7 separate regions of the Mus musculus genome follow, and regions 1, 2, 3, 4, 6 and 7 are each linked to region 5. The links are chromatin contacts, called in public Hi-C, HiCAR-type and promoter capture Hi-C maps. All regions are on one chromosome and are shown on one strand. Each heading gives the region's core, a stretch centred on a gene start, on an enhancer-like site or on the middle of the called end of the contact. The rest is flanking DNA. Distances are from core to core; before and after follow the strand shown.

The links. Promoter capture Hi-C pulls out the DNA fragments that hold promoters and counts their contacts. A called contact is a pair of places that touch in the nucleus more often than the background predicts. HiCAR-type assays count read pairs that join an accessible place to other places.
Region 1: a contact with region 5 is called in a promoter capture Hi-C map of erythroid cells, with 14 times the contacts expected there. The contact joins the promoter of Usp3 here to the promoter of Clpx in region 5. A contact is called at or near these places in 4 of 39 promoter capture datasets (erythroid cells, hippocampal neurons, liver and 1 more).
Region 2: a HiCAR-type map of astrocytes shows a contact between it and region 5, with 5 times the contacts expected there. The contact joins the promoter of Fbxl22 here to the promoter of Clpx in region 5. A contact is called at or near these places in 1 of 39 promoter capture datasets (pre-B cells) and 1 of 115 datasets of contacts at active chromatin or transcription factors (astrocytes).
Region 3: a promoter capture Hi-C map of erythroid cells shows a contact between it and region 5, with 42 times the contacts expected there. The contact joins the promoter of Aph1b here to the promoter of Clpx in region 5. A contact is called at or near these places in 1 of 39 promoter capture datasets (erythroid cells) and 1 of 484 Hi-C or Micro-C datasets (CD8 T cells).
Region 4: a promoter capture Hi-C map of erythroid cells shows a contact between it and region 5, with 16 times the contacts expected there. The contact joins the promoter of Zwilch here to the promoter of Clpx in region 5. A contact is called at or near these places in 7 of 39 promoter capture datasets (3T3-L1-derived adipocytes, the HPC-7 cell line, cranial neural crest and 4 more), 1 of 115 datasets of contacts at active chromatin or transcription factors (large pre-B cells) and 2 of 9 other capture datasets (adipose tissue and liver).
Region 6: a contact with region 5 is called in a promoter capture Hi-C map of pre-B cells, with 4 times the contacts expected there. The contact joins the promoter of Map2k1 here to the promoter of Clpx in region 5. A contact is called at or near these places in 3 of 39 promoter capture datasets (cranial neural crest, erythroid cells and pre-B cells).
Region 7: a contact with region 5 is called in a Hi-C map of B cells, with 6 read pairs. The contact joins the promoter of Herc1 here to the promoter of Clpx in region 5. A contact is called at or near these places in 5 of 39 promoter capture datasets (cranial neural crest, erythroid cells, frontonasal cranial neural crest and 2 more) and 1 of 484 Hi-C or Micro-C datasets (B cells).

The regions. Positions count from the first base shown.
Region 1 is chr9:66,591,038-66,595,111 of GRCm38.p6, reverse strand. It overlaps Usp3 (ubiquitin specific peptidase 3), which reads left to right and starts at 1,997. Exons shown (of 15, transcript NM_144937.4): 1 at 1,997-2,328. The coding sequence starts at 2,238.
Region 2 is chr9:66,513,036-66,516,840 of GRCm38.p6, reverse strand. Fbxl22 (F-box and leucine-rich repeat protein 22) reads left to right here and starts at 2,248. Exons shown (of 2, transcript NM_175206.4): 1 at 2,248-2,622. The coding sequence starts at 2,288. It overlaps Usp3 (ubiquitin specific peptidase 3), which reads left to right. Exons shown (of 15, transcript NM_144937.4): 15 at 1-2,202.
Region 3 is chr9:66,793,636-66,797,728 of GRCm38.p6, reverse strand. It overlaps Aph1b (aph1 homolog B, gamma secretase subunit), which reads left to right and starts at 2,306. Exons shown (of 6, transcript NM_177583.4): 1 at 2,306-2,476; 2 at 3,489-3,659. The coding sequence starts at 2,364.
Region 4 is chr9:64,171,218-64,175,410 of GRCm38.p6, reverse strand. It overlaps Zwilch (zwilch kinetochore protein), which reads left to right and starts at 2,480. Exons shown (of 19, transcript NM_026507.4): 1 at 2,480-2,593. The coding sequence starts at 2,520. Rpl4 (ribosomal protein L4) reads right to left here and starts at 2,024. Exons shown (of 10, transcript NM_024212.4): 1 at 1,978-2,024; 2 at 416-587; 3 at 111-217. The coding sequence starts at 1,980. It overlaps Gm23344 (a small nucleolar RNA gene), which reads right to left and starts at 363; the gene lies at 296-363.
Region 5 is chr9:65,292,363-65,296,380 of GRCm38.p6, reverse strand. It overlaps Clpx (caseinolytic mitochondrial matrix peptidase chaperone subunit), which reads right to left and starts at 2,121. Exons shown (of 14, transcript NM_011802.3): 1 at 1,816-2,121. The coding sequence starts at 1,894. It also overlaps the pseudogene Gm16218.
Region 6 is chr9:64,251,028-64,255,162 of GRCm38.p6, reverse strand. It overlaps Map2k1 (mitogen-activated protein kinase kinase 1), which reads left to right and starts at 1,558. Exons shown (of 11, transcript NM_008927.4): 1 at 1,558-1,950. The coding sequence starts at 1,871.
Region 7 is chr9:66,348,541-66,352,832 of GRCm38.p6, reverse strand. Herc1 (HECT and RLD domain containing E3 ubiquitin protein ligase family member 1) reads right to left here and starts at 2,383. Exons shown (of 78, transcript NM_145617.3): 1 at 2,212-2,383. It overlaps Gm30447, which reads left to right. Exons shown (of 2, transcript XM_006511600.4): 1 at 1-2,212; 2 at 2,315-2,508. The coding sequence starts at 1,762. The coding sequence ends at 2,490.

The sequences.
Region 1 (4,074 bases), core at 748-3,247, 1.3 Mb before region 5:
TTGTTTGCTACCTTATGGCTCTCCAAGAGGAAAACAGACATTAAACAAATAATTACATACATACAAGAAGACAAGAAGAGTGTTTTTGAAAGGTCCTGTAGGGGTAGTCAGCACAGCTCTCACAACACCCTGGGAGGTAACCTGGGGCTGGAGAAGAGTCAGGAAAGGCCTCTGGTAGGAGGTAGGAAGTGATGTTATGTGAGGTCTAGGGGATTTGAAAAACGTTTCTCAGAGGTTGAAAAGAACTACATACTAGTAGGAAAGACAGCGTGGGTCAGGCTCCACACTGAATGAGGGGCTGTGGGTTCACTGAATGAGGGTCAGTGCCCAGAGGACTCTGAGAAGGTTGCTTGAGAAAGACTTGTGAAACAAATAGATGGAAGAGACTGAATAGGGTTCAGATACTGTTTATTCTCCTCTCTCGTCCCAAGGAAGCAGTCATCTCCTTTTTTTTTTTTTTAATAAGAAAAACAAACCTTATCTGTTAATTACTACAGGTTAGGAATTCACACAGATAAGTACTGTTTTGCCAGTGGATAGGCGAGGAAAAAGAGTCGAGAGGACTAGCTAAGGTTTGCCATGAAGTACCTGCCAGAGCTGATCTGAACAACTTTCCACAATTTCTCACCATCAAAACCCGTCCAAGCCTTGTTTTGACAGCAATCATATACAACTTGGGGAAGTGGTAGAGTTGCTTGGACTGAGGAATCTGAAATACCACCCTGGGCAGAGATGTCCTAGGTGGGTGGACACTATCAGGCAGAAGGCTACAGGGTGCAGTAGTGGGGTGTACGGAAGTGGCTTAAGGGGTGCTAGAGGCGTGCACTTCAGGGAGGTGCCCAGTGCTAACTAACCACTATCCGGCCCAGCCAGTTAATCATTTCCTGACCTTTCCTTTCCTGCCCCATGGATTGGCACATTGTTCTTCCCTCTCCACTTGCTTGTCAGGGGATGAAGGAAAGAAGCCCCTTTACCAGGTTAAACACCACCAACCAAACAAAGAAAGAAAGCCCAACTTTGGAGGCTAGATTTGTGGGAGCCCCAGATATCCTCAAGGCAGAGAATGTGAGGTGGCAGGCTCTCTACCTCTAGACGCTCCTCCTGTCTTCTTCACTTCTTTCTAGAGAGAGATTTGAAGCGGGGGGGGGGGGGGTGCGGGGGTCCAATCTTCCTAAAGCAAATTATACTCTTGGTTTCACTTTTTGTTAAAAAGGGGACCGTAGCAGCAGCTTGAGAGGGTGTTTTGAGGATTAAATGAGGTGTGGTATGCAAAGTGCCTGGCTGGGAGCCAGGTGGGCTTCTAACAAATGTTACACTGCCTCTTTTTATTACCTAGCACCCGCGACCTTGTACAGCAAACTGGATTATTTCGTTCAACTTCAAGAGGTATAGGTATGAAAATACCCACAATGGGCAGGAGATATCAGTGAGTCATAACGGCATGGCGTGGACCCCGAACACAGGCGTTCCGGTGGGCCCAGCCGTGCAGTATCCCGGTGACACACTCAGGCCAGAGTTCAGAACTCAGAACAGTTCCGGACCCCGCCTGCTACCGGGAGAACACGAAAGTCAGGACTGTTCTGGGCTCTTTGCAGCCGGCTGGGCCATCGAGGGCCACGCCCCAAAAGTCTGTTTCTTCCTGTGTAAAATGGGGCTTCAATGCACGTCGGTGTGAGTGGTTTTCATTTTCCGTACTCTTTGCGGTGTGGTCACATATTCTACCTCGCTGTTGTAGCCAACTCACTGCAGTAGAAGCAGCGGTCCCGACCGCTCTGCCCCGGATGAGTACCCACACTTGTCGGGTTCCCAAGAATCGGCTGCAGCGGCCGGGGGCAGATTTCGGAAAGTCACTTCACATCCCCGTAGGACTTTACACTAGCTGCTAGCACTGGGTGAGCACCAATGCCCCGCCCACTGACTAGTGTGGGGGCGGGGCCCGGGCTGGCCTGGGGGCGTAACCAGCAGGGTGGGCGGGGCCGCCGGAGAAGGCGGAAGCCTACTGTCCCTGGGCGGCGGCAGAACCAGGAGTCCGGATTTTCACGTTCTCCGGAGCGGGGCGCCGGGAGACGGCGGATGGCAAAACCCGGCGCCCGGAAGCCCTTGCTTTCTTTGACGCAAAGGCTCGGGACCCAGAAGCCGCCGTCTGCCCAGTGCCGGGTCAGAAGCGACCCCAGACGGAGCCTCTGAAGTCCCTCCGCCCCAGAGCCTCGGCTGTCCCCGCCGCCGTCCTCGTGGCCATGGAGTGTCCGCACCTCAGCTCCAGCGTCTGCATCGCCCCGGACTCAGCCAAGTTCCCCAACGGCTCCCCGTCGTCCTGGTGCTGCAGCGGTGAGTGCGGCTCTGGGGCTGGCCGGCCGCGCACCCGAGGTCCCGGCTCTGGCCCGGGCCTTGCCGTCGAAGGGCCGCGGGTGCGGGGCAGCGCGCGGCCTCGTTGGGGGGGGGGGGAGGCTGAGGGGAGCAAGCGGGCCCGGCGCGCGGGGCGAGGGGACGCGGCGCGGCGCGGCGGGCGCGGTGGCGGCTCCTTTGTTTCGCGCGGCCCGACGGCCGGGCCGGCTGAGGAGAGGCCCGCGGGGGCCTGAGGCGAGCGCGCAGCGGCGGGATGACGCGGCGGCTCGCACCCCAAGGCTCCGCGAACCTAAGGGCCGGCTCCGCGCGCGGCCGCACGTGTGGCGGGGTCGGGCTCGCGGTCCCCCGTGGGCCGGACAGGCAAAGCGCCGCTCTGCGGGCGCAGCTTTGTCTGGACTGCCGGCGCGCGAGCCCCTTTGGGTTGCGTTTCCTCGGGTTCCCACAGGCTCCTGCCTCCCCCGCAGCCCCTGAGCGGACTGCGCTGGGGGCTGCTCACCTCGGAGTCTCTCTTCAGCCTGTGAGGGTGAAGTTTGAAAACAGGCTGCGGGCTCCGAAAGCTCCGGAGAAGGCAGCCAACAGCTGCTTTGGAGGGGCGGCTCGAGGTTGGGTGTTTTGGGTTTTTTTGTTTTTTTTTGTTTTGCCTTTCGAAGATTGTTCCGAGGCAGTTTTTCGGGTTGGCAGGGATTTCGTTGGGAATTCCCGAGTGCGTGTAAGACACTTCGTAGGTTTATGTTATGCCTTCGAGTTGCTTAAGCGTTAACTCCTTCTGCTTCCTTGGAAGCCCCGGTGCCCTCTCATTGTCTGCCGGGACTTAAGGTCGGACGGGCCACCCGGCTTTGATTACTTCCTGGTAGGGCCCTGGTGCCGACGCTGGTCTTTGTTTATGAGCTTTAAGATTATCACTGGCAGCTTGGGCTGTAGTGTAAAATGTGAATCGTGTGCATCAGAAATCAAGTTCATCTGCAAGGCTGAAAAGACGGTGGGACGATTCAGCAGAGTGGTCTTTCAGCCTGGGTTGGATTGGAGCTAGGAAGGTAGTTTAGGGACTGCTTTAATACTTTTGACGTACTACTTCTTCAAAGGGGATTATATTCTTGAAGCAAAATATACGGGGTAACACAAGGAAAACTGTCCTCCAGGATAAGGAATAGAAATAACTGCAGTTTTCTGGAGCTCCAAGACTTGGTGTCTTGCTTACCTTTGTAAAGTCAGGTGTCTTTCTTCTGTTCTGCATGAAGCCTTTAAAGATTAATAAGTTAATTGGTTTCACAGGACAGTATTGCAGTTCCTTTGGTTTGTGAGACTGGGTTTCTATGATAGCCCAGGGTGACCTAGAATTTATAATTTTCCTCTCTCAGCCCTTGGAGTGCTGGGATTATAGGCATGTGCTACCCCTTCTGGGCCAGTATTGCAGTTCTTTGTGGGAGTGCAGAACTTGTGTGAATGGGTCTTACCTGTAAATACATCTTCAACAGTGAGTCTTGAGCTTGGAACATAACACTACCAACAACAGGCCAGTCCATGTGGTCTGTTAGTTCATTAGCTGTAGCTGTGGGGCTATAGTTGAATTTTCTCAAGAGAGATTTGTCACACACACACACACACACACACACACCCTCTCACTAGGAAAAGCTTACACCTCACAAGGAATGGGGCACTTCTTGTTCATCTGTAGTCAACTACAGGGATTCCGAGATGGGTGTATCAATACAAGCCTAATTTTTTTTC
Region 2 (3,805 bases), core at 999-3,498, 1.2 Mb before region 5:
GCATTTATATCTTTGCCTCTGACTGGGCAACTGTAATGACTTACACAGTACGCACACAGAGCTGGCACTGTCAAGCCAGGTGGAGCAGCAGCAGCAGACTGGGCCGCTCTGTGGGGAGAGTGGTCATTAGGCAACACTTTGGCATACAAGGGAATGAATCATCTCTGGAATTTTTGTAGCAGCTTTATTGCTTGGTTTTACTTAAGCAGCAATGGCTGAGTGACACCATGAAGACTCTTTGAGAAAGTGACTGCACCCATATGCAGTGCCCATCTGAACACCCATGATGAAGTACATGTGCCTATTTGTTTTAAATCTAGCCTTACTGCACCGGTTACAGGCTTCTCTCTGTACTGTCTAGGGCTTTCCCACGTGTGTTCTAACCTGCATGCAACTTTTGCTCAGAGCGTATGCTGAGGCAGGGCCTCATGCATATCCTGTCCTGTCAGCCCATGGCAACAGGAAACTCCAAGTCCTCCCACACAGGTGGGGATAGAAACAGTTTGTGGCAACACAAGTCTCTCCATGGTGGAGAACTCTAAGCTTATCCACTGTATTCTACTCAGTGTGTAGTGGCAGATGATGTAATTAAACCAGTCATATGCGCTGGCCCTGGTTGAGTGTCGTGTGTCACACCTGTGGTACCTGCTCAGATTTATTTCACTTCTTTGGTTTACTTTATATGTTTAACCCATTGTAACCTCTACCGTCCCCTAAACTCTCTCATGGTCCTCCAACTGCTGAAGTCACCTCTTGCCCAGGCTTTGGAAAGGCTCAGGTAGGAACTGTTTCCAGAGCATGGGTCTTCTGACAGCCCCGAGAAGATGCCACAGCACAGGAAAGAGGAGGCACATGTGTGTGTGACTGTCACCACTGGGCAGTAGCCCTCAAGGGAGTGGTGGCCATGCCAAGATCATTGGCCATTAAGACTTAGTAGTCTGTATGATGCCAAGATGTCATTGTGCACGTTACCATTCATTCTGGCTGCAGACGAATCACATCCTAGTCCCGCCTCACCAGCTGGGCTCTTCTGTGGATTGTTTCCAGGCAGAGCAAGCCGGGCAGTGGTGGCGCTCGCCTTTAGTTCCAGCACTCAGGAGGCAGAGGCAGGCGGATTTCTGAGTTCGAGGCCAGCCTGGTCTACAAAGTGAGTTCCAGGACAGCCAGGGATATACAGAGAAACCCTGTCTCAAAAAGCCAAAAAAAAAAAAAAAAAAAAAAAAGAGGAGGAGGAGAGGAAGGAAGAAGAAATGGCAGAGCAACAGCCATCAGGGGCCAGTCTTGTAGCCTACATGGGCAGGAGGAAAGGGGAGTAGTCATTAAGGGGTTCTGTGGAGTTCTTTCAGGGGAAGCTGTAGTAGTCTTAGGTTTCCACCAAGTTGTATGCACTTAGAGCAGCTTCATACTTCCAGATCTGCAGCACAGCTTCCTAAAAAGCAGGGCAGCTGGGGGCTGTGTGCAAGCATTGAAACCCATCAGACTTGCAGTTCACTTCCAGTTATTTACACTTCAATTAAGTGTTCAAAAATAGAAACTGCCCACCCTCACATATTGGGGAATGCTATCTAGGACAGATAATGAAACTCTGCAAATCACCCACGAAAAAGAACACATGCACCAGTCTGTCTGTCTCACACACACGTGCTAGCTTTTAAAATAACATTTCAGATGAATCTTATGACAGTTTAGGGTAAAAATGGAGCCATTTGGGCCTTGCCATTGGGGTTTAAAGATAGCTCATCTTTGCAAGGTAGCCATTAGTGTCCTGAGCTAAAGTACCAAGCATGATCCTCAGATTCCACTCACAGTTTGGGGCATGGTAAAAATGACCTCTTCCTAGCAAGGGTGAGCAGAGGAGCCGCACCGACACACTCTGATACCTAACAGCTAATACTCACTGTCCTGCTAGGAGAAAGGCTGCAAGCCCAGGAAGGGCTGTTGTCGCTAATTACCTCCAATGAAAACACCTTAGTAAAAGCCAAGAGCCCTGTGCTCAACACTTATCAGCTCAGAGGAAAAGAAATCCCTTTTAAGGAAAACTTGTAACTTCAATGGGCTGCTCTTCTGCCAGGACTTTCAGGCCCTCTGAACATAAGCCGAACCACAGATGGCTTCGAGTAAGTCTGGATCCTGACACCCGCCCTCCCCACCCCGAGCTTCAGCACCAGTTGTTGGCCAAAAATAAACACCATTCCTCAACCATATATGTCCACCAGTCCTGATCTGGGGAGGAAGCAGGAGGCAGGTCAGACCCTTTCTGGGCATTCACGTGCGGCCACCACTCACCATGCACATAACCCAGCTCAATCGGGAGTGTCTGCTGTGTCTCTTCTCCTTCCTGGACAAGGACAGCCGGAGGAGCCTCTCCAGGACTTGCTCCCAGCTCCGAGATGTGTTTGAGGACCCCACCCTCTGGCCCCTGCTGCACTTCCATTCTCTCGCAGAGCTCAAGAAAGACAACTTCCGGCTGAGCCCTGCGCTGCGCAGCCTGTCCATCTGTTGGCATTCCAGCCGTGTGCAGGTGTGCAGCATCGAGGACTGGCTCAAGAGCGCCCTCCAGAGGAGCATCTGCAGCCAGCACGAGAGCCTGGTTAATGATTTCCTCCTGCAGGTGTGCAACAGGTAGGCCACCTTGCCCCTGAGCACTGTGGCTTTGTTGGCCCTGGCTCCAGGGAGGGCTGGGAAGCACACATTCCAAGAGCAATATGGCTCAGATTGAGACCAAGGCAGACAACCAGTGCCCAAAGAGTTGGGTTAAATCGGCTCACTCTCAGCTCCTAAAAATGCTGCTGTGGCAAATGAAGTTGAGTTCAGCTGGGTTCAGCGGCTCCTTGGAGCAGCTGTCTTCACTGGCAGCCATTAAGGCCTGGTTGGGTTCAGCTGAGCCTGGATTTTCAAGGTCAGGCTCCCAAAGGCATCAGTTGGCTCAGGCCTCTAATTTGGCCAAAAATAAACACCATTCCTCAAACAAGAATGCAGTTACCGAGGCCTGAGAACTGCTGCTAAGGAAGGAGAGCTAGGGTGCTCAGGTAAGCTGAAGCAAAGCCTATGCAAAGTAGCAGTGAGCGTCTCCTCTGGGGAACACACTTGTCCTGCACAGCACTCAGGGATGGATTTCAACTGTCAGGGCATAAGGGATACTCTGAGACATAGTGTGCTGTGCCAGTGTAGGACTGCCAGATCTTAGCAAGTAAGATACACACCACCCAGTTATATTTGAATTTGAGATAAACCGTAATAGGGGATGCCCTGAAAAATCCCCTATTTGATCTTTTGATGCCACACATCCCTCCCTCCTCCCCCCAATCCCTTGCACAGGCTGAGCCACAAAATGGGTCAGTCACACCTTCCTGTGCAGGGAAGCTATGGCCAACATGGCTGTGCCAGCTGCTGAGGAGAAAGAGCTCCCTGCTAGCTAAGAAGCATGGGTGGTTGCTAGCTGCTGCCATCTAGGGTTAGTACCACTGTGGGCTGGCCTCACCACAGAAAGTAATTACAGGGGCCTGCCTTTCACTTGTTCTCTTCCCAAGTTGGATTTGGGCTTGGCTCTGACAAGACCAGGCAAGGCCATTTTGATGGGTTTCACTAGGCTGCAAGGTTATGGGCAGAGTGTGTGTGTGTTTGTGTGTTACAATCCCACAGTGGTTCATTCTTGCTGGAAGATAACCAGGTTTAATCCCTGAAACCAGCAAGATTCGATTTTTACAGGATCTGCTAAGCACCTGTCCCCAGTGTCAAAGAAAGTGCAAAGGTATTGAGTTTCCAGTTCTGATATTGTATAACTGACCTCAGACCAAATGTTTAA
Region 3 (4,093 bases), core at 1,057-3,556, 1.5 Mb before region 5:
TTCAATTGGGAGTCTGTGTGTCCAAATGCTAAAGGCCCTTGTCCCCAACTGGTTTTTGATCAATCAATAAAGATGCCAAGATACAGATGGATGATCTCTGTAAGTGCACAACATGTGAAAGCTGACCAAACTCAATGTGGTATGTCACAACAGGTCAAAGAATGGAAGAAAAGAGACTGCGGGATGCACACACACAAATGAGGCATCTGTATCACGCCCCCTTACACAACTCAGGGAACATCATAGAAGTGATGGTATGGTATAAAGATTGTAAGAGCCTGGGCTGGAGAGATGGCTCACTGGTTGAGAGCACGGATTATTCTTCTAGAGGTCTTGAGTTCAATTCCCAGCAACCATGTGGCTCACAACCATCTGTAATGGGATCAGACACCCTCTTTTGGTGTATCTGAAGATGGCTACAGTGTACTCACATAAAATAAATAAATCTTAAAAAAAATGGTCTGAGCCAGAGGCCAGGGTGGAGCAAAGCAAACAGTGTCTTCTAGATTTGGCAGGACCAATGCATTCATTAAAAAAAAAAAATGCATTCACAAACCTAGAGCAGCCCTGTTTGCCTACACAAGATGAAGCTCGTCAATATTCTAGCGCAGAGTAGGAAGAAGTTCATAAGATGCAAACACTGACTGGGAAGCGATTGACAGCTTGGCTTTTCAGAGAGAGTCAGCTTTCCTCGAGGGCATGGCTTCTGGGAGGTAGACCACACTCTAATGGATGTCCCTACAGCCAGACGTACATGAGCAATACAAATTAGACTCAGACTCAGTGTGTAATTTAAGAGAAAAAAAAGAACACATGAAGTTGGGAGCAGGTAGGGGATGGAGGTGAATCTGGAAAGAGGATAAATATGACCAAAATACATTGTATATATGTTCAAATTATTGAAAATATTATATTAATAAAAGTAACTTCAGCATACTTGGTGTTAATAAGTAGATAGGAACAAGGCATAGGAGAATAGAAAAATGTTGTTGTCCTAGCAATGCTGCATGTGGACTCTGCCCGTCTATGTACTAGGTTCATCCAGTTCAACCTAAGCTTCATTTAAAAGCAAACCCACTCATAAATGACACAAGATCAAACACACTATCCCTAACACCTAGGACCGTAAACATTTCACCAAGGTCTCTTAAAGAACAATAATTAGTTTTCCACTCATCGGGCTAAAAGAACCTTATTAGAGTGAACCTAATTAAAGAGTGAAGTCAAGTCAGTTTATTTCTAACAACTGACCCACTTCTAACTTCTGGAGATGAGGGAAGACAAGAACTAGGAAGATGAAGATTCTGCTGGTTGCTCTGGAATTTTCTCTGGTTTGTGATGACCAGAAACCTCTTCATCTGGCATAACCCTTCATAGCCCTACTGATATGTGACCGGGAAAGGCTGCTCTCTGGGTGGGAAGAATTCTATGTGTTTTTTACATGGATTCTGGCATTTCTCTATGCATCAGGTTTTGTAATATATATGTCAAGTATTACAGCTTTCACCTCTATATTCTTTCTCCATCAGCATGTAATCCAGGTATAAAAGCTAAGCCTAGGAACAGTGGGGCTCAAGGTGATGAACAAAACTCCATCAGTAACTGAGCAGGGACAAACCCTAGGCCTAATGTCTGGAGCGGCTGACTCTGACTACACTTATAACACCTCGGAGCCCCGCCCACTACATTACCAGGTCTCCAGAACTTCGGCTCGCTTTGGCTGGAGTAGGGCGGCACTCTGAGCTTGCTCTGGCTGGAGTAGGGCGGCGCTCTGAGCTCGCTCTGCAGGCGCTGACAGGTCTGGGAGCGACTCAAAGCCCCGCCTCCCAGGCTCCGACCTGGCTCCGGTTTGACTGGGCGTGGGACTCCTCCAGGCTCTCCGCCTTCCGACCTCCGTTCCCTGTTCTGACAGGATCTGTGCTCCGAAGCCACGCCCCTCCTCTGCCCTCGGAGCACCTCGAGTCCCCTGCCGAGCTCCGCCCAGCAACCCGCTTTTACAGGCCAAGGAGCAGCTCAGGCCCCAACTCCCGAACCCTGCCTTGTCCCGTGTGACTAGAGGACCTCGAGGTCCTGCATGCCAACCCTCGCTCTGCCGTCCACTCTGATAGGCTATGGAACTCTTCCAGGCCTGGCCTCCCGAAGCTCCCTCCTGTTGCCTCTTTGACTAGGGCACCGAAGGCTCCGCCTCTCGAGCCCCGTCCCGCCCTCGGCATCTCCAGACCCCGCCTCACGGGCTCCGCCTCGTCCACTGCTCTGACGGAGCACCGGAGCCTCGCCACCCAGCCCCGCCCCGTATCCAGGACCCGCTGTCCATTGGGCACTGCAGGGCCCTCGGGCCCCCGCGACTGGCTCCCGAGGTCGTCATGACGGCTGCGGTGTTCTTTGGTTGCGCCTTCATCGCCTTCGGGCCCGCGCTCGCTCTTTATGTCTTCACCATCGCCACCGACCCTTTGCGAGTCATCTTCCTCATCGCCGGGTGAGGCTGCGCTGTGTCCCGGACGCCGCGGGTTCCCTCCCTCTCCTGGGTTCCCACGACCCCGGGATCCCCATCTCCCAGGGGCTCCAGCTTGTGGTGCGGTCCAGGGCTGGAACTGTTCCTGGGAGGGTCTGAGAAGAGCAGGCCCGTAGGCTAAGCAGGCGCCCCTTGGCTTCTGTTGGCTGAGTGTGGGAACAAGCAGATAGATTCCTGCATGAAGCCTTTGTCTTTCTGTAGGAATCTCTCATTTCCCTCAGTGCTGAGCAGCATCGAAGAGTCGTTATCACTACTCTCTGCCATTAAAGTCACCTGGAGATCAGATGTTTATTCCCTGCCCCCCACCCTCACATCAATCCTCGGACTCAGAATGTCTGTGCAGACTATTCAGGCTCAGATTTTCTTTGTAGACTCCTGGGTAATGGTTTGGGTGCAGTCAAGGAGGAAAGTTCGAGAAAACACAGTAACAACTGACCAGGCGGCATGTCCTCCTGGGAGCTTGGTAAATACCGGAACTCTGCTGGTGAACGTGGTCTTGGTCTCGCTGCACCTGCCCGAAGTTTGCAGCTTCTGAACTTTCCATTATATTAATGCAGGCGTTAGGTATTCATTTTCTTTTAGAAAAAGACACTTGACAATATCTAACCATTAAACTTATATTTTCTGGTGAATTTTGAGGATATGAAATTTGCAACTGTCACTGGTTGTATATTTCTATAGCACACAAAGCATCTCTTAGGAAAAATAGTCAGCAACCAAGTGCCTCTTAGTCCTTGACAGATAGTGCCCTAGCGTGCACGCGACAGGGTCACTGAATCGTTCTTGTTAAGCACATCTGACGTTCCTCTTGGACTATTTGTCTCACTAGGAGAAAAAAAAAATTCTGATCTAAAACATCACTTTGTGAGGATTGTTTACTAAAAATGATTTGTAGCTCAAGCAGGTTTGATTTAAAGTCATTATTAAGCCTGTGCTTCTGTTAACTTGTGATTTTTTTTTTCCTTCTACGTTCCAGTGCTTTCTTCTGGTTGGTGTCTCTCCTGCTGTCATCCGTTTTTTGGTTCCTAGTGAGAGTCATTACTGACAACAGAGATGGACCAGTACAGAATTACCTGCTCATCTTCGGAGTGTTGCTCTCTGTCTGTATCCAAGAGCTGTTCAGGCTCGCATATTATAAGCTGTTAAAGTAAGTTAAGTGTTTGTTTTATTTTCCCAGTTAGACTTGAATTACGATTTAGTGATTGCTACAATTTTAGCCTGAAAATATTGAATATTTAAATTTACAATCCGGTTTGCCTGCCCTCCTGCTCCTCCTTATCTTTCTCTCTTCATTCTTCCCAAAAGTGTTTCTTCAAAAATTTCCCAATGCCAGACACTTTGTAGAAGCTGAGGTACAAAGGTGGGTTAAGAGACAGAAGCTCTGGCCTGGTAGAATTTATAATGAGAGGAAACAGGCAAGATATGAATGAACAAAAAGAAATCCACTATTGAAGAAAAATAACCCAGGGAAATAATTACTGAAACAATAAAGAGCCTTTCCACTTGAACTTCATGCTTCCCTCCTACCACCTCAAATAAATTATTCTTATGGAAATTATGCCTTCCATTATTTTAACTGTT
Region 4 (4,193 bases), core at 1,231-3,730, 1.1 Mb after region 5:
AACATCTCCAGATTTTTGTCTAGAGAGACTCTAGTATGTTTAAACATGATTCAAATATTAATTAGCCTAAGTCCAGTTGGTCAGTTGCCAAGAGCACTAATCAAGGATACATTTCCAAAGGCACCCTGGCCAGATCGGTGGGTCCCACCACCTCGAACTCTTGGAATTCGAGCCACAGCTCTGCCAGTACCCCAAGACTCAGCACTGGTCTGATGACCTAAAATTGGGAAGAACAAAAGGTTTAGGAACTAACTCATAACAAACCCATGACTTAAAACTAATGCATGATAAAGGCAGTATCAGAATAGCCAAGGAAAATCATGTAGTTCAGAAACACGGACCAATGGAATCTCATCATTTACTGCAAAGGAGCCCTGGAAAGTATATAACCATGATGACGAATGCAAATCCATACCTGCCAATTCACTGACGGCATAGGGCTGTCTGTTGTTTTTCCTCAAGTTGGTGTGAACGAAGTTCACAATATCTGGTCGAATGGGAGCTTTGAACACAGCTGGCAAAGTGACATTCTTGCCAGATGACTCTCCCTTTTCGGAGTACACCGATATGAGGGGACGGGCACAAGCCTTGGAAGGAATAAAAAAAGTAACTAAAACAGAGGAAGTACCATCTCCTGTATTTGAAACCTAGATTTTAAAGCCCACATTATTAGTACTTGCAAACAGATATGACTCCCTGGGGACTAGGAAGGCAGGTGTTAACTGTGTGAGACAGGAAATACAATGCCAATAAAACCATATAATGTTATAATAATAATAATGGATTCACTTAAAAATAATCAAGAGTACTTATATTGACAACATTGGAGACACATTCATCCCATAATTAAATGTCAAGAGCTTGATATCTGGAGACAAATATGTAAATACAGAAGTAAAAGTCCCAATATTTGAGGCCATATACAGGCCAATCTGTGGAATCAGTTTGAGGCAAGTATTGCTTTGCAGGAGACCCCAAATTCAAGCAACACAGTAAACCACCACTGGGTTTATCATTTCAATAGTTTTACAGCAAAAGGACAACCTGAAAATCTATCAATTTTAATGAGAAACAAACTTGGAAGCAACATTATAAAAACTGTTCATAGATACTGTTTAATGAGGACATGTTAAATTAATTCTACCCTCACCAACTTCAGCAAAGCTGGCCTGCTCATTTATCCAATGTTCCAGACCCCTTCAAATTCAGAAACGTTTTGATACTCTGAAAGACTCTTAACTGAGGATTCCACCAGCACTTAGGTCTGACCTATTTCCCATGTGCCCTTCCAGATACTATACCATCTCTTCTACTATACCCCCCTTTAAGTCGTCTCACAATAGGACAACCTATCTAGTCGGTTTAACGATGAATCTAACAGTCTCCAAATTACTGTGGTCAGAACAACCTTAATCCATCTACAGATAAACATTCGTGGTAAAACAATATACTAATTACTACTGAAAACTCGCTTAAGATTCAAAGGTCTAGATTACATCATATAAAGTAACGAAGACATGCATTTCCAGAAATTGTCTTAAAGAGGTGAAGGCAATCTTCCTGGAAAGCATAAATTCAGATATCCTTCAGCCCTTTTCTTTGAAGACAATTTCTCCGGACTGAAAGCACATGACCCGCCACGGCCTGTGCGGAGTTGTCATCGGACGATCTCGAACCCCTGACAAGTCTCTGGCATCAAAACGCTCGGCTTCCAGCAACCCTGCTTAGAACTAAGCAAAGCTTAGAACTAAGAAAAGCTAAGATCCCAAAGGTTCCTCTACCATCCACCTGGCGCTGTTGCCCACGTTGCCTCTAAGATGGCTGCCTCAGCGCCCACAACTCAGCTCCGGCCAGAAAAGGTGCTAGGTTTCCTTTCCCTCGTCTCCTCTCTGCAGATTCCATGTTCTGAACCTTCGCCCTCCTCTATAGCCGCCCCCCAGACCAGGGGGAAGCCCAGTGTAGAAGACCTCCACTCACCATGACGGGGAGAGGAGAAGGCCACGCTCCTCTCTACCCGGCTGCTCCCACAGGAAAAGGAAAGACTTGTCACTTGTACTCTATATATCCTTCCACTCGTCTTCCGCATCCTGCCCCTTATCAAAATCAAATTAGAGACACGATCTATCTTTCTGCTACATGTAAAAATTTCAAAAGGTAATATTATTGCGTGACGTGTGTTAAAATTATGTATTCATTTTTTTTAAAGTTAAAAAGAGTGATTAGAAAGGAGGGACTCTTTTTCGCGGAATAATTCGTAACTCGTCACAACTCTCGCGAGAATTATCTTTCTCCTCATCCCGCCCACCCTCATCATAACATCTCTTTTAGTCCATTTTTTCCCCCCTAACAGAAATGGGAGACTTTTGGAATAGTAAATTGAGGGGATGCTCTACTAAATTAAAGCAATGTGTTAGCGTTGAGTACAAACCGAACTTAAAGCGTGAAGTAGTTCCGGCGGGGCGGGGTCATGGCCTCTGACGTCATTGTCTGGGCGCGCAGTTCAGTTTAACTTCTTAGCAATGGACGGAGGCCACGGCGGTATGTGGTCGCGAATGAACCGCGCGGCGGAGGAGTTTTATGCTCGTCTCCGGCAGTGAGTTGTGGTTGGGGAATGGGATGGTACTTGTCCCTCCCCTGCCGGTGGTGTTTGCCACAGCTGGCTGCCGGCTTTCCTGGACCTGGGATGTGAGAGGCAGCCAGGGCTCTGCGGAGGCCTAGGCTACTGCCGGCCTCCGGAGAAAACACCCGAGCTTACCCAAGGGAGGCAAGATGGCAAAGCAGTGTACGGATTGGACTGATGTACACGCTTCTAAGTAGAGGCTCCTGGGACACAGAGAGCTAGATGTCATCGGGCCTCAAGCTCAGAAACGGACAGAATCCGCATCGACCCTCCTCGGCAGCCTCCTGATGCCGAGATGAGAGGCGTGAGCCGTGCCACAAATTCACTGTGTTCCCTCAGTGAAATTCTGTCAACTTCTACATCCTGTGTGAAAATCTAAGTCAGCGACTCACATCAGAATCACCCACAGGGTTGCCAAAATATACATTGACTGGCTCAGCCTCTGAGATTTTTGATTTCGTAGGCCTGATGTGAAGACAAAAAACTTTAATTCTAGGTGCAAGGTGTTGCTAGTTGGGTATAGCCCATTAGTCTCTAAATGCTATCATTTTTAACTGCCATTATTGCCCCTCCTGTTTACAAAAGCAGTAATAATTTTTCACTACTACAGGAAAAGAACTAATGTGCTTTTGTTTTTTAAGATAGTTTCAGAGCCCGGCGTGGTGGCGCACGCCTTTAATCCCAGCACTCGGGAGGCAGAGGCAGGCGAAGTTCGAGGCCAGCCTGGTCTAGAGAGTGAGTTCCAGGACAGCCAGAGCTATACAGAGAAACCCTGTCTCGAAAAATCAAAAAAAAAAAAAAAAAAAAAAAAAATAGTGTCTCTGTGTAACCCTGTCTGTCTTGGAACTCAATCTGTAGAGTAGGCTGGCCTGGAACTCAGAGATCCGGCCGCCTCAGCCCTCAGAGTGCTGGGGGTCAAAGGCGGGAGCCACCACTGCCCAGCTAAAACTAGTGGGTTTTAGTGGTTGGGTTTTTGTTGTTGTGTTGTGTTTGTTTTTTTTTGTTTTTTTTTTTTTTGAGACAGGGTTTCTCTGTGTAGCACTGGTTGTCCTGGAACTCACTCTGTAGACCAGGCTGGCCTTGAACTCAGAAATTCACCTGCCTCTGCCTCCCTAGTGCTACGAATAAAAGCATGAGCCACCACGCCCAACAAAACTGATGTTTTTAAAGAAGCTAATGTCTTTGAGCTCAGGAACTTGAGTTGTTTTTAACTGTTGTGGTATTTTGCCATGGTGTTAAGTACTTTATTGTTTTAAACCCAAGATCTCTGAGTTTGGACTTGTAAACATCGTGGCCCGGTGTCCAATGTGCTGTCCTTACAGGCATGTACCATTATGCCCAGCTTTTGAGGTTCTGGAAATGGCTTCACACATTTTAGGCAAGCACTGTTATTCCCGAGTTATGTTCTCAGCTTCTATGGTTGTTTTATGTCTGTTTTATCACCTCCATTGATACAAATTTATTTAGATCCTTTATGCTTACTAATTCTTTCCTGGATGTTTTCATCTTTCCATGCATAAACTCTAGAAGTTTTCACTTACTGTATCCCTCTCCGTGCCTACTGAAGTTTCTT
Region 5 (4,018 bases), core at 872-3,371:
CACTTTATAGCACAGACTGGCTTAAATACCATGGCAACCCTCCAAAGTGTGGAGGTTATTAGCATGAGCCAACACCATACCTAACTTTTTGTTTTCTGAGACAGGTTTTCATGTCATCCAGACTAATGTGAACTCTCTATGCAGCTGATGTTGGCCTTGAGTCCCAGATCCTACCTGGATTCTTCATTTTGAACTAAGGATCTACAAAACTTTACAAATAATCTAGCTTGGCAGTGGTGGCGCACGCCTTTAGTCCCAGCACTTGGGAGGCAGAGGCCAGCCTGGTCTACAGAGTGAGTTCCAGGACAGCCAGGGCTACACAGAGAAACCCTGCCTTGAAACAAACAAACAAACAAACAAAAAGTCTGTCTGTCCGCTCTTTACTACTTACAGGACTCTATCTCTCTTTCTACCTTATAGGCCCAGGGTTGAAGTCAGGTTGTCAGACTGGGCAGCAAATACTTTTATTTGCTGAGCTATCTTTCTAACCCATTTGTCAAGTCCATTTAAAAAATATATACATCAGCTGGGCGTGGTGGCACAGGCCTTTAATCTGAATCCAAGGCCAAGACTGGTGTACAGAGTTCCAGAGACCTGGCTTGCCCCTGCCTAAAGACTGCCGGAACTAAAGTCATGTGCTATAACCTCCGGGCTGAAGCTAGAATTCTTTGACTAAATCTTATCAAGAACTCCTCCTGTCTAAAACACGTACCCTTTTTAATGCTGTTGTCAACCAAATTTAAACATGATGAATTTAATACCCCTAGTACCAAACTGTAATACCTTAAGCCCTCAACGAATGTAGGTCAAACAATACATTAAAATTATGTTTCTTTCCAGTGTTTACAAATCAAACCTCTGGAACTGGGACACCTACTTGAGGTGTGGCAATGTTTTAAGACTAAATCTTACACTTACGTGTCAATACTAAATGCTTCCGCCTATGTTACTCCATTTCATGTGTATTATAAACTGCCAATTATACAGTTAGTAGACAATGATGATTTTAGAATTAGTCAAAAAAAAAAAAAAAAGGAAAACTGCTTTTATTGATCCAAGGATCGTCATGAAAAGACATCTGTAAGTTCAGAGCCTAACAAGACCTAGCCTTACAATCTGATATGCATAGACTTGTGGGAAAGAAAAACGGGTTTCATTCCCGGAATCTCTTGGCAGGTGTGCACTCTGTCACAGGTCCTGATGAATAGAGAAGCAAAGTAAACAAGAGCCACTCCACTCTTAGAGGCTGATCCCAGCTGTCAAGCTGGGGAAGCGGGCGAATGACTGTTGCTAAATTTAAGTATTTCAGGAATTCCAGCGGTCGTTTTCGCCCCACCTCCCCGCTGCTTTCTTGGGACCCCAAGTTTCCCAAATATCTTGGGACCCCAAGTTTCCCAAATATCTGGAAGGCCAGCGAGCTGTGTTTACGTCTTGTCGTCCCCGAGACCGCACAATGTCAGTGACACCCTTGCGCTGCCGGTCCAGGCGACTAGCCCGACAACCGGGCACAGACTCCCCAAAAGTGACAGGCCCCAAGAAGGGCTGCACGGGGGACACTTTTAACGAGTGTTGCGTCGCACTCGGTTGTTCTCCCTGAGTTGAGGCGAGATGGCCTCATTCCAGCCCCCAAACTCCGAAGGCCCGAGAGCTCACAGGCCAGCGATAGCCCACCGGGTTTCCTTCCAATCCGACAGCCAGGTACTCCAGAGGCTCGTAGCGCCTCGCAGCCTTCAAGCCCTCCTCTCCCCCCGGGATCCCCACAGGTTCACTCGCCGAGAGCCCAGAGCGGGCACCGGCTCGGGACTACTTCGTTACCTCTCTGCGCGGAGGTGAGCGAAGTGGTGAGAAGCCGGGCGGCCGCAGCGCCGCAGGTACAAGCGCCGCAACTGGACATCTCCGCGGGGCCTAGGCCAGGGCTTCGCGCCCTGAGGATCGAGGGGGCTCAGCGACCCGATCGTGTCGCGCGAGTGTTCCGCTGACTGGCTCCGCTCCCTTCCGTCGGTTCTATGCTGGCGCAGCGTTTTCCCCACCAGGCAGCCAGGCCTGGACGATCCCAGCGTCCCACCGCCTTCTACTCACCGGAGTAGGCTCCTCCCCTCCTCCCCTCCCTCCCTACTCTCCCCCATTCCCCGCCCACCCCGGCCGGGGAGCGTGCGCGCGCTTGCGTCCTAGACCCAGGAGGAGGCGTGAGTTTACGCTGCGCATGCGTGGAGACTAACGTGATTCCAGAGAATGGGGCGGTAACCTGGGCACCAATGAGCGCGCTACGGCAAGCGGCGAACCCAAAATTTTGCGGTCGCCTAATTTCTCGGGAAGTCTCTTTATTCGGATGTTAAAAAGTTTTAGACCCAAAGAGACACGCGCCGTGTCGGGAGTTGACCCTACGCTTCTTAGGAGCAGGGGAAATAAAAGCGCAAAAAGGTGAGGATCTTTTTTAAGTGATCCGAAAACTAAGAATGTAATTCAGTGGTAAAGACCATAATCCCACATAATAATTATAAACAGACAGTAACTACCAGGCGCTTGCACTTCGGCAAGTTCCTTCCTTCATGGACTCTATATCCTGGCTTCCTTTATGTTCGCTGTTTCGTTTCATTTGCAGCATGGAAATGGTCTCCTAATCCCACTCCCACTCCGAGCAACAAGCTGGATAGAGCTAGCTTTCCTTGCTCTTTCAAGCTTTGTGATGATAAAGTTTTCAGTCGGGGCTAGTTGCCTGTGTGGATTTTTGTTTTGGTTTTCTGAGCGAGGGTTTGTCTGTGTAACCTTGGCTGTCCAAGAACTCCCTCTGTAGACCAGGCTGACCTCGAATTTAAGAGTACTGCCTCTAACACCATATGGGTTTTATTTGGGTTTGGTTTGGAATTTATGCCAGAGTAATTATATATATATCATCAACTCTAGCCGCCAAATTGCTAGGTGGCCTGGAACTTGTTCTGTAGCTGAAAATGGCTCTGAACATCTGATGCCTGTGCTCCCACCTCTAGATGAGACTACCGAGTTGTACCACACCCTGCTGGAACCTTTAGACAGAAACTGTGAGGAAAGAGAATTAAGCCAGGATCAACACCAGTTCACTTACATTAACCAGCGTCAATCTCCAGCCAGAAAAGTGACTTCCAGTTCCCCGGGTCTAGCTCACAGAAGGGGAATTCCAGGTGGTTCATACTACTACAGGGTTCTTTCTTAGAGAGCTGACTCGTGGTAACACCTCATGGTAAAGTTTCAGAGATGAAAGAGAATTCTTGTCTTTCTTCACTAAGACCCACTCCTTCTTCAGCTGCATCCAGGAATACAGTTGTGAGGAGAGACTCAAGTCCTCTCAGTATGTTGCTTTCCAACTGTGTTCTTAGACTCTCTCAGAAGCTCTCCCTCCATGGATGCTGTGAGCAAACCAAGAGGGCTGTCTCTGGCTTCTCCCGCCCAAAAAGAGAAGTTATGGGTTTTTTTGTTTTTGTTTTTTCGAGACAGGGTTTCTCTGTGTAGCCCTGGCTGTCCTAGAACTCACTCTGTAGACCAGGCTGGCCTCGAACTCAGAAATCCGCCTGCCTCTGCCTCCCAAGTGCTGGGATTAAAGGCGTGTTCCACCACTCCCGGCTTCACACACATTTTTTAAAAATCTTTGCTTCATGCATAGGAACATTTTGCCTGCATGAATGTGAGTGCATCACAAGTGTGCCTGTTGAATCCCCTGGACCTAGGGTTAATCATGGCTGTGAATCACCATGTGGGTGATGGGAACCTGGTACCTCTGCAAGAGCAACGTGCTCTTAAATGCTGAGTCATATCTCCAGTTCTAAAAATATTTTTTAAAAAGACAAGCAGCAAAGCCAGGTGATGGTGGTACATGCCTTTAATCCCAGCACTTGGGATTAAAGAGTCAGGTGGATTTCTGAGTTCAAGCTCAGCCTGATCTACAGCTCAAGCTTCAGGACAGCCAAGGCTGCATGGAGAAACCCTGCCTCAAAAAAAAAAAAAAATCATGTATATGGGTGTTTTGCCTACATTGTATGTGCAC
Region 6 (4,135 bases), core at 309-2,808, 1.0 Mb after region 5:
TATCTTGATGCTGATAGACTAAATGGGAAGTTGGTAGACTAAACCTAGAGTCTTTAAGGGGTGGGCAAGATAGACAGTGTCTCATGTGGCCCAGGTTAGGTCTGAAACTTGCTAGGTAGAGGAGGAACTTGCTAGGTAGCCTTCTGATCCTCCTGCCTCCGTTTGGTCAGTGCATGCCCCTCAATACCTATTTATGTCCTGGTGATTAAAAAAAAAAGATTTATCTGATTTATTATTATCATCATTTTAATTTTTCTTTTTTTTAAGATTATTCATTTATTATATGTAAGTACACTGTAGCTGTCTTCAGATACTCCAGAAGAGGGAGTCAGATCTCGTTACAGATGGTTATGAGCCACCATGTGGTTGCTGGGATTTGAACTCAGGACCTTTGGAAGAGCAGTCGGGTGCTCTTACCCACTGAGCCATCTCATCAGCCATTTTAGTTTTTCACGACAGGGTTTCTCTGTGTAGTCCTGGCTGTCTTGGAACTCACTCTGTAGACCAGGTTAGTCTCCAACTAGGGATTTCCACCTGTTTCTGCCTACCGAGTGCTGGGATTAAAAGTGTGTGCCTGACTTTATTTTTAATGATGTTTGTGTGTGTTTGGGTATGTACACAAGAGTACATGTACCCTCAGAGGCCAGAGGCATGGTATCCACTACAGCTGGAAGTTACAGGTGGTTGTGAGCTGCCCAAACACGAATGCAGGGAACCCAACTAGAGTCCTGTTAAAGCAAGAAACACCCTCAACTTCTGCGCTAGCTGTCCAGGCTACTCCAAACTTGACTTTGCCAAAAGGCTTAGAAAACGAAAAAGAGGATATGAGATTGGATACATTTAGGTCGGCTGACCCCATTAATTAGACTTCAATCTGCTCTCAAAATAGGCTTCACTAATTTACCACCTCTGCAGCACGGAGTTCTCAGCTGTGTACCTCCATTTTAGTAGAATTAAAATAGAAAAATCATGTCAGTTTAGTTTAAGGAGTCTCTTGACAAGTTTTCTTTTATTTTGAGACTGGGTCTCACAATGTATCCCTGGCTGTGTAGACCAAGCTGGCTTCGAATGCGTACACATCAGCCTGCCTCTGCCTCTTGTACTGGAATTAAAAATGTGCACTCCTGGCTTTTGTTCAATTTAGTTTGCTCTTACTCAATTCCGCTTGGCCTCAGGACACGAAAAGGGGTCCTTTTCTTATTTATTTTGTACTTTTGTCTGGGTCAAAATGACCCAGCCCAAGGGAGGAGAAGAGTTGAGATAAATAGGCCAAGCAGCCCCACTCAAAGGCAAGATGACCTGCGTGCAAGAACCTCGTACAGCAGCCACCTGGATACCGCTGGTCAGCAGAGGGCGCCCGGAAAGCCTCCCTTTAACTCCGCCCCAAGCCAATGCGCCGCGCCTCCCGTGACGTATTTCCGCGTCATCTGCCTCTGAGGCTAGTCCCCATTGGCTGTCGGCGAAGCGACGGGGGCGGAGTCAGGCGGGCGTGAGGGAAGCGCTGCAGCCCCCGTGGGGGCGGGGCCTGCTCGTTTCCCCGCCCCTCCCTCACCCTCCAGTCCCTCACTGGGACGTCTGTGCGCGGCGTCTCGGAGCGCCGGAGCAGCGGTGGCCGCACTTTCTCCAAGCTGGGGCTGTAGCTGAGCTGTGGGTAGTGCGCAGGGAGCCGTCCGAGCCCGAGGAACCGGTGTGCTGAGGCGAGAGTTCCCGGCCGGCGAGCGCGCGCAGCTGGTTCTCCGCGTGGGTTGGGCGGAGGGTCCCAGGAGCGCGGCGTTGATCGAGCCGCCCCGACTCTGGGCAGAGCCGAGGGAGGAAGCGAGAAGCGGCCGCGCGCTCCCTGCTGAGTTGCAGGCTCTTTCCCGGCTGCAAGATGCCCAAGAAGAAGCCGACGCCCATCCAGCTGAACCCGGCCCCCGATGGCTCGGCGGTTAACGGGACCAGCTCGGCCGAGTGAGTACCGGGAGTGGCCGGGAGGCCGCCACCGCCAGGCGAGGCTTCGTCACGTACGGCCCGGCTGGCGGGGGGCGAGGAACTCCGGCCGCCGGGCTATCAGTGACTAAGCACTGATTGGGTGCCTGACTCACATCGACCGTGCACCCTACAAGTCCCGATCCCCCTCTTTCCCAACAGTGTCTGTCGTCCCTGGCCACCGACATCAATCTTCGCCCAAGAAAACGAAACCTAATGCGTCCCCCCCTAGCTATTGCCTAAAGGGCATACTCTGGGATTCTGGCCTGTAACAAGACGCAGAGCAAATTCAGGTCGCTTCTCATTAACCTTTGAGACCTCCTCGGGGTCTGAGTGTGGACTTGGGATGGGTGAGCCCCATTTACTTTTGGTGCCTGACACCTGTGGGGCCTTGTGGCCGGTTGATCGCCTGGCCAGCGGGGGCGTGTGTTCACAGATTTCCCCATGGCTTTTCCCTGGTTCACTTTGGGGACTCCCTCATCCGTGGCCTTTTTCTTGAGAAGTACCTTGCTCGAGGGAGGAGTCTCTCTTCATCTGTCCGTTCATGCAACAGTTCATCCCCTCACCGGTTATTCTCCCAGCTTTGCTTAGTTGACCGGGAGCCGGAAATTGACTTGAGGCATAAGAACGATGACCAGGGAAACAAAGCCAAAGGTTGCTCGGTATCTGCAGGGGCCAGTGTTGCTTACAGACAGATAAGAGTTTATTTCATAAGGTGGGTTTCTGAGCCCACCTGTTGGGTTTCTTCTTCATCTTTCCCTGAGGTCAGGAGACTTGAGAGGTATCTGATAAAATGAAAGTAGCTTCAGGCATTCTGTCCTTTGGAGATTATTGTAACCCCCCTCCCTCCTTTCCCTAGATTTTAATAACTCAGGACCTGTTGGTATGGTTACTGTCATTGATACCTGCAGTAGTATCAATGGCAGGGCTGGTAGTGGTGGATTTGTGTGAGCATAGCCAGATTATTAAGACTTGCTTCAAACACATCTTTTCTTTAGGTCCTTGACATTGCCCTTGACGTTGGATTTGTAACATATGTCTTTGAGCAGCATAATTAGCATTTGTTCAGTGTGTATGTACAGCAGTTTACCCCCTGTAAAACAGACTGCAAGTCCCCCTCCCCTCTTTCAAGGTAAGGTATTCTTCAGCAACTCTTTTCAGGACAAATATTTTTGTGAGACAATGGAGTGGGATGGGTAGGGTCTATATGTGTAACCCAGACTGGCATAGAATTAGCACAAGCTTTTTTTTTTTTTTTAATCATATTATTTTTAAATTTTTTTATTATTTTATTTATTTACATTCCAGTTGTTGCCCCCTTCAGTCTCCCCTCCCACAGTTCCTCATCACATTCCTCCTCCTCGCCTCTGAGAGTGCCCCCCCTTCCCTGGAACCTTAAGTCTCTTTCCAGGATTAAGCTCATTCTCTCCTCCTGAGACCAGACCAGGCAGTTCTCTGTTATATATGTGCCAGGGACCTCGGACCAGCCGGTGTATGCTCCTGGTTGGTGGCTCGGTGTTCGGGTGCTCCCTGGGGTCTGGGTTAGTTGAGACTGCAGGTCTTCCTATGGGGTTGCTCTCCCCTTCAGCTTCTTTAATTTTTTGCCTAATTCAACCATAAGGGTTCCCGACTTCAGTCCAATGGTTGGGTGTAAATTATATTATTTTTAATGATACATGTGTATGTTTGTCTGCATGGGTATGTGCACATGAGTGAGGTGCCCTTGGAGGCCAGAGCTATCAAGATTCCCTGGATTCGTTGGAGCTAGTTGTGAGCCATGAGTGCTGGAAACTGAACTGTAGTCCCCTGTCACCTGCAGAAACAGTAAGGGCTCTTAAGTTTTCAAACTGCTGGGCCATCTTTCCAACCCTTAGGATAAGTTTTGTTCACTCTAGATTCTTGTCAAAGGTTAGGGCCCTATCTACCTTCAGATCTTTGATTTTGCAAGTGGAGATAGATACCTGTTGTCATGCTCTTGTTCTTTTTGACGTTGTAACTGTACTCCTTTAAAGGAAAGGTAGCTTTCATGTAAAGAACTGACTAGGGTGCCAGAGGAATAGCTCTGTAAAAGCGCTTGCTGTGCAAACCTGATTATCTTTCAGTCCCCAAATCCTGCATTGGATGTAGAGAATCAACTCCTGAAAGTTATCCTTTGACCTCCACACAA
Region 7 (4,292 bases), core at 1,134-3,633, 1.1 Mb before region 5:
AAGACAAAGTTTTATATATGATGAAAAATAATTGTTTGTTGTTTTTATGGTTGATTACCTACAAAATTTCAAGGGCTTGTTCACGTGCTTTGATCTCTCTCACATAGCCAAGACGCCTGAAAATCTTGATCATTCTGCCTCCACCTAAAGCTCGAGTTTGGTTTCACAAGTGTGCTTTTTACCTAACACAATTTTCCCTTATCACAAATACAGCATCAACATTATCACTTACAGTCTAAGAGTCCACTTTAAAATCAGCTGCCCACTGAACCCAGGCATTTTGCTCACAACACCAAGACTTTTCACCATGTATTACATGCGTCTTCTACTAACCAATCCAACACCAAAAACAGCACGTCCTCCTCTAACGTGTTATCCATTTCAATGCGTTATCCATTTAAATAAAATATTTTCACATGTTTACATTAATGAGACGACTATGTGATGCATTTGCTTCTCCTCCATATACCACCAGCACGACTGCACAGAGAAAATACATAACCAGCAAATCAATGCATCCATGTTGAAAGGAACTGGCAAGACCAGAAATTTAAGAAGCAAAGTGATAAGAACCTTAGGGAAAGCAAAATTCATACAAGTTGCTGATTCCAAGAGGCCTTAAAAGGCCATCCATTTCAATGACAACTGATAATCTATCCTCCTTTTGAAAGATGCCAGGCTTCCAACCTGCCATACAATCCGGTCATGTGATTTGGGAAAAATATAATTGACTGTTCTTTGTCCTACATTATGCTGTTTTTTTTTCTCAAACTACATGACAAAATATTTTAACCTATTTCTAAAATATACAGATTTACAAGTGCAGAGGACAAGCATGCATTGACACGTGCATTTATGCATAATACGAGCACTCGGGACATTCACTTTTGCTTGTATAAACACACAGGTATGTAAACATATAATCAAAGGCACATCACCATCAATTTTTTAAAAACTTTGAAGCTTACTTTCTCCTCATCGCAATTAATTTTTCTTTTCTTTATATAAACACCGGCCCGATTTAGAGGACTCATCACACAAAAAAAGAAAAACTATAAAAATAACTCAGATATTATATCCAAAAAGAACAATGTTAAGGTTTGACTTTTAAAGCTATTTGAGCAACAATCATTTTGAAAGAAGACACAATGAAATATGGTGACGGCTGGGAACAGCCAATGATAATGAACAAGTAACCCGGCTTAATCAAGTGGGCCAAAGGAATGGTTCAAATAAAACAAATCATTTTGGGAACATACATAAAATAAGGAAGTACCATTCAAGGACAAGCTAGGTACTCTTAAAAAACAAAAGAGTCTGTTAGAAATATATCAAAATATTAACAGTGAAATGCTATCTCTGGAGATGGGTTATTAATTCGTTGGAATTTATCACTCTTGATTACCTATACACCTTCAAGGTATTACACACATTTTTAAAACTAACGCAAATGGAGATTTTTGTCCCTGTGCTTCACAGCTACCATACACATGCATGCATAGTACATACATACATACATACATACATACATCGCGTCTTTACATAACCTCCTGGGAGAGGTAGGTACCAAGCTTCTGTCCTCGTGTCTCCTGGGAACCTGCCACCCATCACTGTTCCCAGGGTTAGCTCCTGTCATCACCACCATCCACCTCTCACCCTGGAGACTACACAACTGTCGCCTCGTCTCCGCTCCAGGTAGCAAGGGCTTTAGAAATTGTTATTTTATCCGAAGAGAGATTCAGAGAAAGGTTTACCGAAAGGATGAGCAGCCCCCACCCAAAAGCGCAGACGAGGAGAAAGACGCACGGTCTCAACCTCCACCCCTCCGAAGTCGGCCGGCGACAGGGAGCACCGGAGTCGCGACTCTCCTCAAGAGGAAGAGATGGGAGAGCCGCTCCCCAGTCCCAGTCCCAGCTAAGAGAGACGCGCTCGATAGCGGATAAAGGGGAGAAGGTCACAGACGCGACCCCTGAGGCGCTGAGGGGCGCAGACTGCAAGCTTATTCAGGGGCGGGTCCCTCCCTCCGGCAGGTGGCTCGGCTTCCAACAGGCTTCCAGGGGGCCAGGGGTTCCTCGGGCCTCCGCCCGCCGTCCACCCGGAGCCAGCAGTCCCGCTCGGCGGGCGGCCCCGGAACGGCCCCGAGCGGCTCGGCCGGGCCAGCCGATCACACACTCGGGAGGTCACGATGGCGAAAGAGAACGTGTTACCTACCGTACGTGGGTCGGGAGCTGGCGGCGATGGGGTGCGGCTCCAGCACCCGGCACCCGGCTGGCCAGCGGCCGCGCTAGCCGCGTCCTTTATATTTTTGCTGCAGCGGCGGCGACTTGTCAAAGGGAAAGACGTAAGAGGCGGCGGCGGCAGCGGCGGCAGCGACGGCGGCAGCGGCAGCGGCAGGCGAGTCTCGCGGGACTTATGAGGGAACTCTCGCGAGATCAGAAGCGCTGGTCCTGCCTCCTCCGGGCCTCGCGCGGGAGGTGGGAGGCAACCTGAGAGGAAAAGGGAGAGAAGATGCCGGCTTAGGCAGTGATGGGAAAGCGATGAGTACATCGCCGGCCGGGAGACCCTTCCTGTGAGGGTACTGGGGACACTCTACCGCCCCATGTCTCTTAACCGCTGGGTCCTCGCGGAGTCACGTGTGCCCGTAGGGAACTATCAATTGGGGGCATTTCACAAAGGGCGCTGAAGGATCAGGCGAGCGTGGATGTGTTCAGGATGAGTACGGGACAGTCTGCAAGAGGATCGGGGTCCGAATGCTGCCGAGGCCTCGGGGCTGCCGAGGACCGAGAGAAAAAGCTGCGGCCGGCCACACCCCTTTATCTCGGCTGCTTGCCGGGCGCTCTACTCCCTTTATCTCCCATCACAGTCTGCCCTTAACCTTGTGGCTGGTTAAGTTTACGCCCAAGCAAGTGTTTAAGTTGACCAACTTCTGCCCTGTCTGAGGAACACGGGAGGATTGACCTTTAGTACAGGTCTTGACCCTGACCTATACAGTGATGCACTCTGAGGAAGAACACTAACTTGGTCATCTAGCCCAACGTCTAGCATAGATGTAGGCGCTCAAATGTTGAATTGATATTGTTGAATGCCTCTGTACTTAAGGACTCCCAATCTCACCACTGTAGCCACCTTCAGCAAAAGGTTTTTCTGGAGAGAGAGCGGTTAAGAGGGCTATCTCTTACAGAGTGACTTGGCTTCACTTCACTTCAGGATGTCCAAAACCACTTGTAACTTCAACACTCACTTCTGAACGCTACAAGAACCTGCACTCGCGTTAACATACCCACACATACACATGAATTTGTTTTTGTTTTCAAGACAGGGTTTCTCTGCATCGCCCTGGCTGTCCTGGAACTCTCTGAAGACCAGGCTTTTTCCTGATTCTGCTCCAGAGTGCTGGGACTAAAGGCTTTTGGGGAAGGGGGGACGTTATAAATAAAATCTTTTTAAAAAATTCTTGTGCTAAAGACATAAACATACATGGTATAAGCAGCTGGGTGGGGTGGCAATCTCTGTGAGCTTGAGGCCAGTTTGGTCCACATACTGAGTTCCTCCCCTTTGGTTCAATTGGAAATGTGTATCATACAAATTTAGCCTAAGACAAAAGCTACTCTCAGCTTTGTGTGTGACTTGGAATGGCTTGCTTGGCTTCCCTGGACCTCAGTTCCTAATCTGTTCATTTAGAATATTAGTTATTATGACAGGGTTCCTCCTTAGAGGAGTATAGATAATGAGATAATCACTAAATAGAACTTCTAATGGTGCATATAAACTTCTATGTATAAGATGTGTGTTCTAGTCTAGGTATGAGAGGCAGATTAGCATGGAGTGATGACATTGTTGCTAGTGCTTTTTATGGTCTCAGGTGTTTGGTTTTGGTCCTGGGGAGAAGGGACTGAGGTGCATATTTTTCATATCAAAGCAGACCTGGCCTCCTGATTCTCCCTGCATCCCTCAGTTCCGACCTGTCATACCCTGCCCCCAAATGTGAGCTTTGCAGCCCAGGGGCTGGGTTGCCCTTCCCCCAGAGGCTTCTCCCTATAGAATCCAGACATTTTGCGTGCTCTCTCTCTCTCTCCCTCCCTCCCTCTCTCTCTCCTCTCTCTCTCTCCCTCTTTTCCCTCTCTCTCTCTCCTCTCCCATTCTCCCACTCTCTCCCTCTCCCACTCACTGCCTTGCAGACCTGAGTTCTGTTCCCAGCACCTATATCAGGAGGCTCCCAACTGCCTGGAACTCCAGCTCCAGAGAGATCTGACACCTCTGGCCTTAGCAAGCAGCTACATTCACATGTGCAT